3 separate regions of the Zea mays genome follow, and all the other regions are linked to region 3. A link is a contact called in public Hi-C data. All regions are on one chromosome and are shown on one strand. The core of a region is the stretch at or near the end of the contact, and the rest is flanking DNA. Distances in the headings are between cores, read along the strand shown.

Region 1 (3,848 bases), core at 749-3,248, 390 kb before region 3:
AAGTTCCACTTGAATACTTAGAAAGGTGACATAAAACAGAGGCCTGGAAAATCAACTACATACAAACATTGCAATCAACTGTCCACTGTCAGGGTCCCTCTGACATCAGTTGCGAATGATGTCCTCAATATTTATGGGAAGATGAAATAGAAGCTCTGTCAAAATGCAATTGATATCTTTGTATCTGACAATCAACAAGTTGTACACTGTATTTTAGGGGGGGGGGGGCAGTTTCATCCAAAAATATGCTAACAGGGAAGCTTTCTAGAACTCCCTATAGAAATGCATAAGCATGGAAGTAATAGGAAAATGAAATTCCTTTCTGGGAAAACAGAACATTGGTCAATAGGCTATTTTTGTTCGAATACAAATAAGTAAAATTAGAAAACAAGACCAAAAGTGTATCACAAGGACATTGACCAGCAATTCCTTCTACCATGTTTTCATGCATAAATTGGAGAGATTAGAAAATGAAATTTAAGGCAACGTGCAAGGACAGCATTTCACAAGAAACCTTGATAATCAAACTACCTAATTGGCGAGCTTCCTCCAAGGAGAGCTCCAAAACACGTTTCGCACGTGGTGTGAATGGTATTTCAACAGCAACAAAACCATTGCCGCGGCCAATAATCTTCTCCACCTCCACACGTGCATCCTTAAGATTTATTCCCATGGACTTGAGCACCTTAGCTGCAATACCAGTGCCCTCTCCAATCAGACCCAAGAGGATCTGCTCAGTTCCAACAAAGTTGTGGCCCAGGCGCCTTGCTTCCTCTTGCGCAAGCATGATGACCTTAATAGCTTTCTCCGTGAACCTCTCAAACATTGCCTGAGTGACAAAACGAGATCGTCTTGTCTGTCGCGATGACCTGTAAGATGCAACTGCCGACCTGGAATTGGACACCGTCGGTGTGACCGAGAAGCTATGCACTGATCTTAGACCCACAAATGCTGACATCTTGACAGGGCGGCTAAGTGACACTGCCAACATAGAGGCAGGCCTCCTGGTGCCATGGGACCTCCAACAATGGGTTCTCATGCGACCCCCAAATGGTGTTCCCAGGGCAACTGACTGGAGTAAGGTCCCTGCCATGGTCACAAATACCGTCACTTGACCTGCACAAAGACATTACAACGGTTAATCAATATTAAAAACCAATCTTCTAAAATTCTCCGATACACACAAAAGGTCAGTTATAATCATGCGCAGGAATAGTGCATAACAATCATCAGTATGTTGCCCTTGATCCATCTCATCTCAAACAAATTGCAAAATCAAAATGTGCTAGAAAATGGAGAATAAACTGTGCCAAACAATATTCTATACTGGAAACGGGGAAAGCCTCGTTTCAAAAGAAAAACTGTGCCAAACAAAAATGAAAAAAAATTATGTGCAGGCTTAAACATAGCGGCAGATGTTCTGCCGCTTCCTAGCAAATCAATCCGCGGCAATCTGGATGGATAGGGGCACCGATACAACGCGCAAAGATTTGGAATTGAGGGCTCACAAAAAAGATGTTTCATTTCCGGCGACAGAGAAATTCACAACCGAGCTCCGTTTACCGATTGAATTAGTGTTTCAACCTCGCATTTACATCGATTATACCTAAAGACGGAGAAAGATACCTTGCCGCTTATCCACAACCAAAACTTTAAACAAAAACAAAATCAATACCCCCCCCCCCACCCCAACCCCAAAAAAACAGCGATTAAGTGGACAAGAATCAGAGCCCACTAACAACACATGATTGCTAATCCTAATCCATCCATGTATCCAGGGATGGACACCTCGAAACGAGAATCAGGTGGTAGCAGGCAAGAATCCCATCCAAGAACAAAGAACTCACACACAGAAGACGAGGATCGCTGGAGGTTCTCACCTTCCGAGGAGAGGGAGGAGGAGGAGGAAAGGGAAGGACGGTGCGTTGGTGTGCGACCTCCCCTGGTCCCTGGAGATAAGGGGGCCGCTGCTTTGGCCGCCCGAATGTCCAACAAGAAAGAAAACTACTGATTGTTCTCTCTTTCTCCTCCTTTCGTCTAGCCTCCTGATTCTGCCTTTTTTGTCTGTTTCCTATTTTCTTTTCGCATTTCTGAAACTTCTGAGGATGGGAAATTATTGGCAAACATGAAATTTCTTCACAAGGGCAGATATTTTTTGGGGAGTAATAGATTTTTTTTCCCATCTAAAATATGAGAACAGAAACAGCAGTATTTTCTTAAGTGTATCTTTATGCAACGCAAGTGTTGAAAGGATAAAAAGTAGCGCTGACAAAACTAACTTGAGCACGGCAAAGAAACGGAACTCATTTATCTCAACTTTTCCTTGACGTATTCAAATTCAAAATACCAAAATTGTCGAGAGCATGATACAGAATAGCAGTGGAGTTCAAGATAGGCGAGAGTACACGTAGTCGAGTTCAAGACAGGCCAGATTACACCTGTTTAAGCGTGTGGTGGGTCGTTTGGTTTGGCCTGTGTCTAACTCGTGCATAGTTTCAGATCTTTCTTGTTGAGCATTCGGGCCACCACCACCAAGACATGGAATAGGGGAGGTCGCACACCAACGCACCGCCCTTTCCGTTGGACATGGCGGGTAAGTTTTTTCCGGTTATGTTGGATTTTGAGTCAAAATTATAGCTTATACTAGGCTTGTATATTGTTGTGGTAAAAAACTATAGCTCGTACAAGTCCATTGTATTGGTAAGGTCCGTTAAAATTTTTTTGGCAGGTACGGTGGAGTTGATCGGATCAGGTGGTTCATACTCAGGTCTAGACGAGATCCATGTTGACACCCTCTGAATCATCAAATAAAACAAAGCTATTACATATCAATTAAACTAGTACCCACTGTGTCACCGAAAAGAGGAATGGAACAGGATACTTTCCCATGCAAAATTGTAAGCATCGATCAATGCATAGAGCCACGGAGGAACATAAGAAACCATCAGGTTTTGTATAATTTTTCTTTTATATAATATGGATGTGGTTGGACTTTGTAACAACTTTCTAAAAGCAGATATTTTTCTCCGTTCAAAAATAAGTATCCCAAATTAAAATATGGTTTAGAGAATTAATAAGTTCATACAAAAGCTAAAACGAACACTTTTCATCTCAAATATTTAGTTTTTAATTTTATGTCTGGAGAACGGAAGGAGTAATACGGGTGTGGTCGGCAGACAACACAAAAAGATCTTAACATCGACCCGGGCGAAGTGCTAGATGGGGGCTTTTCTTCACACCTCGTAGGCCATCAGTTCTGGAAAATCAGCGCAGCCGCAAAATGATTTTGAAGTGTACACTCCAGCTACGGCAAGGATTTGTTGCCACTTGAGTTGATTACAGTGAACGTCAATCAAAAAAGGCCTCTGAAGAATCCTCGCCGGATGGCCAAGCAACGCGGAAGGCGACAAATGCTAAGAATACAAGTGGCACTTGTACTGTTGCAGATACTTGAACAGGAAGCTTGAACTTTACAGTTGGAGAGATGCCATTATCATTATGCATACTCTTGAACACCTTGTTTGGCACACAATCGGACTATCGTGCTTGTGACTATATAAGCACGGGGCGAGACGGTCCGCGCCCTCGTGACGGCGAAAGTACATATCTAATATGTAGTTATTCTAATCTATCTACGGTGGAACAACTCACTGGCTTTGAGAATGACAGGTATCCCGACCACGTCTATAAACTCTCTAAGGTGCTCTGTGGACTTAAGCAAGCATCAAGAGCATGGTATGAATGCCTTAAAGATTTCCTTATTACTAATACTTTCAAGGTTGGGAAAACTGATCCTACTCTCTTTACTAAGACTTGCAATGGTGATCTCTTTGTATGCCTAATATATG
Region 2 (3,549 bases), core at 847-3,346, 280 kb after region 3:
CGCCCGTTGTCGGACGACTTTATTGTTCCTGTCCACCTTGAAGTTGGCTAGGAACTTCGCTCTCGTCTCTTGAATCAGCTGCTCCTTATGCTCCTCGAACTGGAGCTGTTCGTCAGCCGGCAAGGATTCCCAAGTCGGCTCTATAATGTTGCTGAGGGAGACTTCAGAACTATCCCTTGAACCGGCCATTGAGGGTCGATTTGATGGGTCTAGACGTGTTGTCCCAGCGGAGTCGCCAAAAAGTATGTTGACACCCTTTTGGGGCGCCAATCACTCAACACGAACCAGCGGTGGTGCTCTCTGCGCAGGGGTGGATGGTCCGCGGCCAGTGGCCGGACGGTCCGCGGTCTGGCGCGAGGCTAGGGTTTCCTGCCTGACGGCCGGACGGTCCGCACGTGCGCAGGGGCGGCGGAAGGTCGCCGGCGGCGCCTGGATCTCGCTCCCGAGAGGGACCCCGTCGGGGAGGAGAGATCCTATGAGTTGTATAGGCTCGGGCAGGCCGACCTAGACTCCTCTAATCTTCGTAGAGTCGAAGAGAAGCGGAGAATTTGGGGATTGAGAGGCTAAACTAGAACTAGACTAGAACTACTCCTAATTGTACAGGAAATAAATGCGAGATAGAAGTATTATTGATTCGATTCATCATTACAAATCGGTCGTATACCTCTCTATTTATAGAGGAGGGGGCTGGACCCTTTACAAACTAATTTCCGAGCTAATTCGGCGAATCTAGCTAACAACCGTAGCACAAAACTCGGAACCATAATCTGCTATGCGCACGCGCGGACCGTCCGGCCCACAGGTGTGGACCATTCGCCGCTCAATTTAGTGCTCAACACTCATACAATCAAACAAGATCTTAATTAGGGAATCAGTCTCAGGAAATTCAATATTTAGAGGAAAATTCAAATTGATTATATCATAATAATATAAATTAAACAAACAATATTTAAATTATAAGAGACATCTATTTTTGAGTTTAATTTGTTATTTTACAATAGACTATATATTGAGGTTTTAATATAATTTAGTTTGTAAGGGTAGGTACGCCGAGACGGGAATGGAGAATGGTTTCTTATCCTGTTCCGCAAATTTGGCGGGGACTAATTTCTCTATTTTGATCTACGTGAAGACTAAATTACTAGCATCTCCGTCCTTTAATAGGGAAATTCTCGCGGGAACCCCATAGTTATTTCTAGTTGTGATAGATATATAGTTTAGCTCTCGCAAGGCTATCTCCAACAACTTACTCATCCTTATTCCCATATTTAAACTCCACTTTATGAACAGTACAGTCTATGAACAGTATAGTCCATAATACAAAACAATATTTTTAATAACCATATGGGTGAACTGTTGAACACGTTTTAAAGCTATATCGAGCAGCTCTATCACTTTCTCTATGTCACCTGTTAATTTAAACTTCATATTGCAAGTATTGCTATCTACAATATAAAATACTTACTCAGTCCCAAATTATAATTTGTTTTAAACTAAACACACGTTCAATCGATAACTTATGAATGTAGTTTGTATGTATGTCCATGTTTATTATTATTCATTCAAATGTGGACACACAAAAAAAGTTGGTAAAAAGGAACTATATTTTGGACTGGTTTTACACTACCAAAAATGATTATCGTAACAGTATGCACCACGCAATGTTTAGCACTCAAGCTAACGCTAGGTCGTCTAAATGAATCGAGTAATAGCGCAATCAACAACTCGCCAAACAAGCCTACTATATATTGAGGCACACAAAATCACAAGGTTTTGTTGAGTACTCGAGGAGCACGAGCGCGACCATTAATAAGAAAAGAAGAATGAAGAGGCATCCCTTTGTCGATCGCTAGAAACATCCATCATCCATGCATGATGCTTGACGCCTTGATGCATACTACTACTGGTACGTATGACATGATTCCCCACCTGCTCCTCCATGCATGGCACATGTTATGTCCATTCCGTCCATCCATGCACCAAGGCGGGTCCCACATCCCACCACCACCACCATCAGCGAGCCTCCGCACCGCACACTCCCCAGCCTCTATCCGGTCCGGCGGTACAAATAGCCCCCACCCGCCACCCACTCAGCACCATTTCACACCCTCTTGCCTCCCCGTGACTACCTCGCTGTCCCCTCTCAGTGTCCAAGCGACGACACCACGCCGCCGAGATGTGGATCTCAGATTCCGCCTTTGTGGAGCCCTCATCTTCCTCCCCATCCGCCTCTGCCTCCCCGCCGCCGAGCCCGCCACCAGCACGCCTTCTCCGCCAACGCAACCGCCGCCGACGCCGCAGCAGCCGGAAACAGGGCAGTGCCAGCGCCGTCGACGGCGTCGCCGACCCCGAGGCGGAGGACGTGTGGCGTGGGGCGCAGTGGGAGGCGGCGTGGCCGGCGCGGCGGGACTCGAAACCCGTCGTGCTCGCGGGCGGAGACGACGCGGTGGGGCGGTCCAGGAGCCTCACGGACGACGACCTCGAGGAGCTCAAGGGATGCGCCGACCTGGGCTTCGGCTTCAACTACGACGAGATCCCCGAGCTCCGGAGCACCCTGCCGGCGCTCGAGCTGTGCTACTCCATGAGCCAGCGCCTCCAGCTGGACGACGAGAAGCCGCAGCAGCACGAGGCCGCCGCACCAGATGCCGCCACGCCGTCGCCGCCTGTCACCAACTGGAAGATCTCCAGCCCCGGTAAGCAACACATAGCAGATCGCCGCCTGTCTTCCTCCATGACTTGACTTGGGATTCCTTCCTTCCTTGGTCACCGGAGCGGAGAAAACCAACTTGTCTACATCAAGATGGAATCTTTTCCCGTCACGGAACCAACCAAGGACACCACTTGTCGACGATCTGTTCGCTTCTTTGTTTATCGGCATATGTTCTAACGAATGCAGTCCTTTCTTTTTGGATAGCGCAGGTGACAGCCCTGACGAGGTGAAGGCGCGGCTCAAGTACTGGGCGCAGGCGGTGGCGTGCACCGTCCGCCTTTGCAGCTGAACGGCGCCGAACCATGCGCGCCATTCTTCGCCGTCTGGAAGCACACACCATGCCGGTATGCCGGCCGCCACCACACAAGAAACCAGATGACCAGACCTGATCGCGAACACGTTGCTGCTGCTGTAAAGTGATCCAGGTGCAGCGTTTCAGCTGCGACGGCGGGCGTTGGCAGCTGCCATGATTGCAGCTGCAGAGTTTGGTAGTTGTGGTAGCAGCACACATAGGGGCTGAGTAGATGGGTTGGTTGCCCGACCGACATGCTGTGCTCTCTGTTCCAGCTGAGCAACCTGCCTCTGCCTGATGAACCAACCATCCGAGTGTGCAGCAGCCATCTCCAGTGGAAATAAACTATTGTAATTGTACTGCTAGCAGTAGTGATCAAAATAATGCGCAGAGTAATTAGTACTGCAAGCAAATCGGGGAATCATTGTGAATACATAAATCTGTGGATCTCATTACTATACTGTTATCTTAATCATTAGCTGGTGTACCTGCTACCTACTGCAGCTGTTTGGTAATAATGGTGCAGATGCTTTCCTTCTCTCTCGCT
Region 3 (3,396 bases), core at 201-2,700:
TAAGGGATTGCGACTCCCATACACCTCTACCAAGGAAGCGAGGCAGGGTAACACTACGAGGCCTTTACAAACTTCCACTAGCTTCAGAAAACCCGGTACAGTTTCTATGAAGCTCCAATGCAGGGACCCCTCGCGTGACCGCCATCTCAGCAAAATCAACCCAAGGGCATCCCCACAATGACCACTCCCCTACTGCCATTGCCCCTTTTGGGTAAGGTAGTCCTCCACTAGCTTTCCTAATTAGTCAGCCAAGGACGTCCCATACCACCCTTATGGTAGCACTGTTTTTTCGGGTGGTTCTCCATGTTCCAATTAACATAATGATCTTATCATGAATAGTAAATAACAAACTGATAATAAAAGTAGAATCATGAATAATGTGTATCTCCATATCCAAAACCACATAAAGCAATAACATGTACTACCCAAAAAATTTAGTGGTAAACAAGGTATAAAGATAGCCAAACTAGGGTGACCTATTGGATCCCATCAAAATTAACCTATGCAGATCATTATGATTAATGAGAACATGATTGGGTAAAAAGAAGTGATCAAGGGCACAACTTGCCTGGGACTTGAGATTCCAGGTACCAACTTGCTCTTCAGGTGACTCGCAACCTCGCGCTAGTCATAGCAATACAAACAAACAGGGTATTAGCAAAATAACATCACGCCAAACATAAGAACAAACTGCATGAGAATATTCTATGAGATTGTGGGTTCGAGACCCATGTGTGTAAGTGATTAAAACTAGGTCTTGTTTTGATTTTATAAAGATAATCTAAAGAAATAATTAATTCAACTTTAATCTTAATTATAACATGACTAGAGATCATATTTTAACCAAATTTATATATATGGACATGTTAGCTTTGATTAGAAGAGTTAATCTAGTAGACATAGGTTAAGCAAATATCTAACTGTAAAATTATGCGATATGGTATAAATGATGTTGTTAGTGCATAGTAAATATTCATATGAAGTTAGCGCGACTTGAACGGACCAAATCGGAATTAAAACGAAGAAGTTATGGATTTTCGAAGTTTTAAGTGTTGGATTAAAATGAACCAAGTGCATAAATTTTAATCCCAATTTCATAACAAAATAAAGTTACTGGATGATAAACAATATTAATTTGAGTCTAATGCAACTGGAATGAATTAATTTGGAGTTAAAACGAATTAAATATGAATTAAACAGTTTCATGAATTATTTTTAAACTAAGAATCATTTTCCTTATTGATTTTAACCATTTTATTAACCTTTTGGGTTGCGGCCACAAATCTCCAGAATCTCGAGGGGTCGCACGCAAATTTCTGGACCTAGTTGCGATAGTTCTAAGACTAGGTGGGACCACAAGTTGATTATAGAGAACTATAGGGTCTCTTAATGAATTTGCCCCAACCGAAGGGGTACGGGCACATCTCAACCGTCGGATCTAAACCCGACCGCCCAGATTAAAAGGTTGAAGGGTTATCCAACATGTGATCTCGCACGTCCATTGGCAATCTAATGGTTCCAAACCTTTCACAACTGAATCCATTTGTGATCGTTTATCTTGAGATTGATGGCTCAAAACGCATCCGACCAAGCGGCACTAAACTCTAATATCGTCCGCTCGAGACCGATCCAATGGTACACCAGTGTCATCTTCCCATCCCGACGTTCACCAGAGCGGCGGCGCAACAGAGCTGGGCGGCGGGGCCTACCCCGACGATGACCCGCCCAGTGGTCCGAGACTCCCAACACTCGGATGATCGATGCTACGCGCAACAGAGGGTAGGGTGATTCGCGCGTGTGTTTCCTTACTAGAGATGAAGGGGCCGATAAGGTTGTCTTCGCGAACGGGCTGGTGCATGGCGGAGCGTACACGTTGGTGCTCCAATCACCGTTCGATAAGCACGCCCAGGCACACAGAGGTTTGGGGGAGATCCTACCAGAGAGCTATGGTCGAGGAGGAGTCCAAGGTTCACCTTTATATGTCGCGGATGCCAAATCCCCAACAACCACATGAGTCTGTTAGGATTGGATCCGATTCGGCCGTTGAGAAGCACACAGGATGAGATTTCGTGGAGAGAGGGAAAGTTTGTTATCCAAATGATGCCGATCCCGGTTTCCACGCTGAAGGAAATCACGGTAGCGACACCCTCTCATTCTAGGCGTGCAACATTCCCCGCCCTGGTGCCTGCGTGCGAATTGAGCAGAGTCCGCCACAGTGGGTTTGGGGAAGGAGCTTCTGGCGGGTGGGACCCAACCGTCAGCCAAACTGGAGGAGAGAAGTAGTGGACTGGGGAAAATGGTAATGGGCCCGTGGGCGAGGGATTCAGCCCAAGTGACTAATGCGGGGAAGGAGATGAGTGGCCGAGGTAAATAGGTTAAGTGGGTCGGCCACTAGGAAGGAGACCCGGCCAAGCGCCAGCTTATTCTTTTCTATTTTCTTTTCATGTTTTCTGATTTCTAACTTTAAATTCAATTCACATTCAACTCATGTTTTGAACTCCCAGGTTTACAAATATCCAAATAAATCCTAGTGTTAATATAAACTCTGTTGTATACAATATTATTATTTATTCTTTTTCCTATTAGGTATATATGGCAGCAATAAATGGCATTTCTTAAAACTTTCTTTCTCATTTTCTATTATTATTTATGCTTTTCATTTAAAATATCGAGGTCAAATTTTAAAATATGTTAAAATGCCTCACCCAAGTTATAAGCAAGAGATCAACCTTGCTTTATCTATTTATTGGTGGCTTAACTAATCTAGTATTATTGTTTGAATATGAGTTGGGAGAGTCCTAATAGATTTTCAAAGGTCTTCAAAAATTCTCACAACACTATTATATATTTTTATTTCTTTATTTTATTATTTTATAATATATATTGTTTCTACTTTAATGAAAAGAGGTGGACAAGTTTCTGAAAATTCCAGGTATGTGGTGTCTCTGGGGCTTGGTATTAACCTCTGCCACCCTGCTGATAAATTTGATTCCCAGCCATTTCTCGAAGAAAACGAGTGTCATCAGCAGTGGCAATAATTAAGGCAGCGATAGCCTCTGCCAGTGTGGGAGGTATAGGTGGCGGGTTCGGAGTTTCCTCCCCACCACGGGAAGTTCCAGCCCCATCCTGAGCACGAGTTCTGGACGACATCTGAAGAAGAAAACATATTTGATTATTACATGCCACGATTACACAACCTCTGTTACATTATTCCAAACTTGTTCTAATTATACATACTTAACTTATACAACTCACTTTTCCTTATTTAGATTACATAAGGAAACCACATACTACTACACTAATCTAGTTATCCACGTCATGGGTTGCTTCCGCTCCACTGCTAGCTTCGGGAGAACGATCATCCGTAATGTTCATGGAAGGATGGGCTCCAAAGAG

Evidence for each region. Hi-C and Micro-C count contacts between places; a contact is called where the count stands out from the background.
Region 1: a Hi-C map of bundle sheath shows a contact between it and region 3, with 5 times the contacts expected there. The contact joins the promoter of LOC100383416 here to the enhancer-like site in region 3. A contact is called at or near these places in 5 of 25 Hi-C or Micro-C datasets (bundle sheath, ear, endosperm and 2 more).
Region 2: a Hi-C map of leaf shows a contact between it and region 3, with 2.2 times the contacts expected there. The contact joins the promoter of LOC100277623 here to the enhancer-like site in region 3. A contact is called at or near these places in 3 of 25 Hi-C or Micro-C datasets (bundle sheath, ear and leaf).

What each region holds. Positions count from the first base shown.
Region 1 is chr10:36,163,357-36,167,204 of Zm-B73-REFERENCE-NAM-5.0, reverse strand. It overlaps LOC100383416, which reads right to left and starts at 1,998. Exons shown (of 10, transcript NM_001176069.1): 1 at 1,881-1,998; 2 at 532-1,116. The coding sequence starts at 1,093.
Region 2 is chr10:35,494,997-35,498,545 of Zm-B73-REFERENCE-NAM-5.0, reverse strand. It overlaps LOC100277623, which reads left to right and starts at 2,096. Exons shown (of 2, transcript NM_001398266.1): 1 at 2,096-2,693; 2 at 2,920-3,542. The coding sequence starts at 2,177. The coding sequence ends at 2,999.
Region 3 is chr10:35,773,550-35,776,945 of Zm-B73-REFERENCE-NAM-5.0, reverse strand. No RefSeq gene overlaps it. Among protein-coding and RNA genes, the nearest start is that of LOC100382908, 210 kb to the right of the region's middle. Within about 2 kb of position 1,450, at least 18 of the 20 cell types and tissues checked have an H3K27ac peak or open chromatin away from gene starts, as enhancers often do. A contact at or near this core is called in bundle sheath, ear, leaf and 1 more, where this site is marked.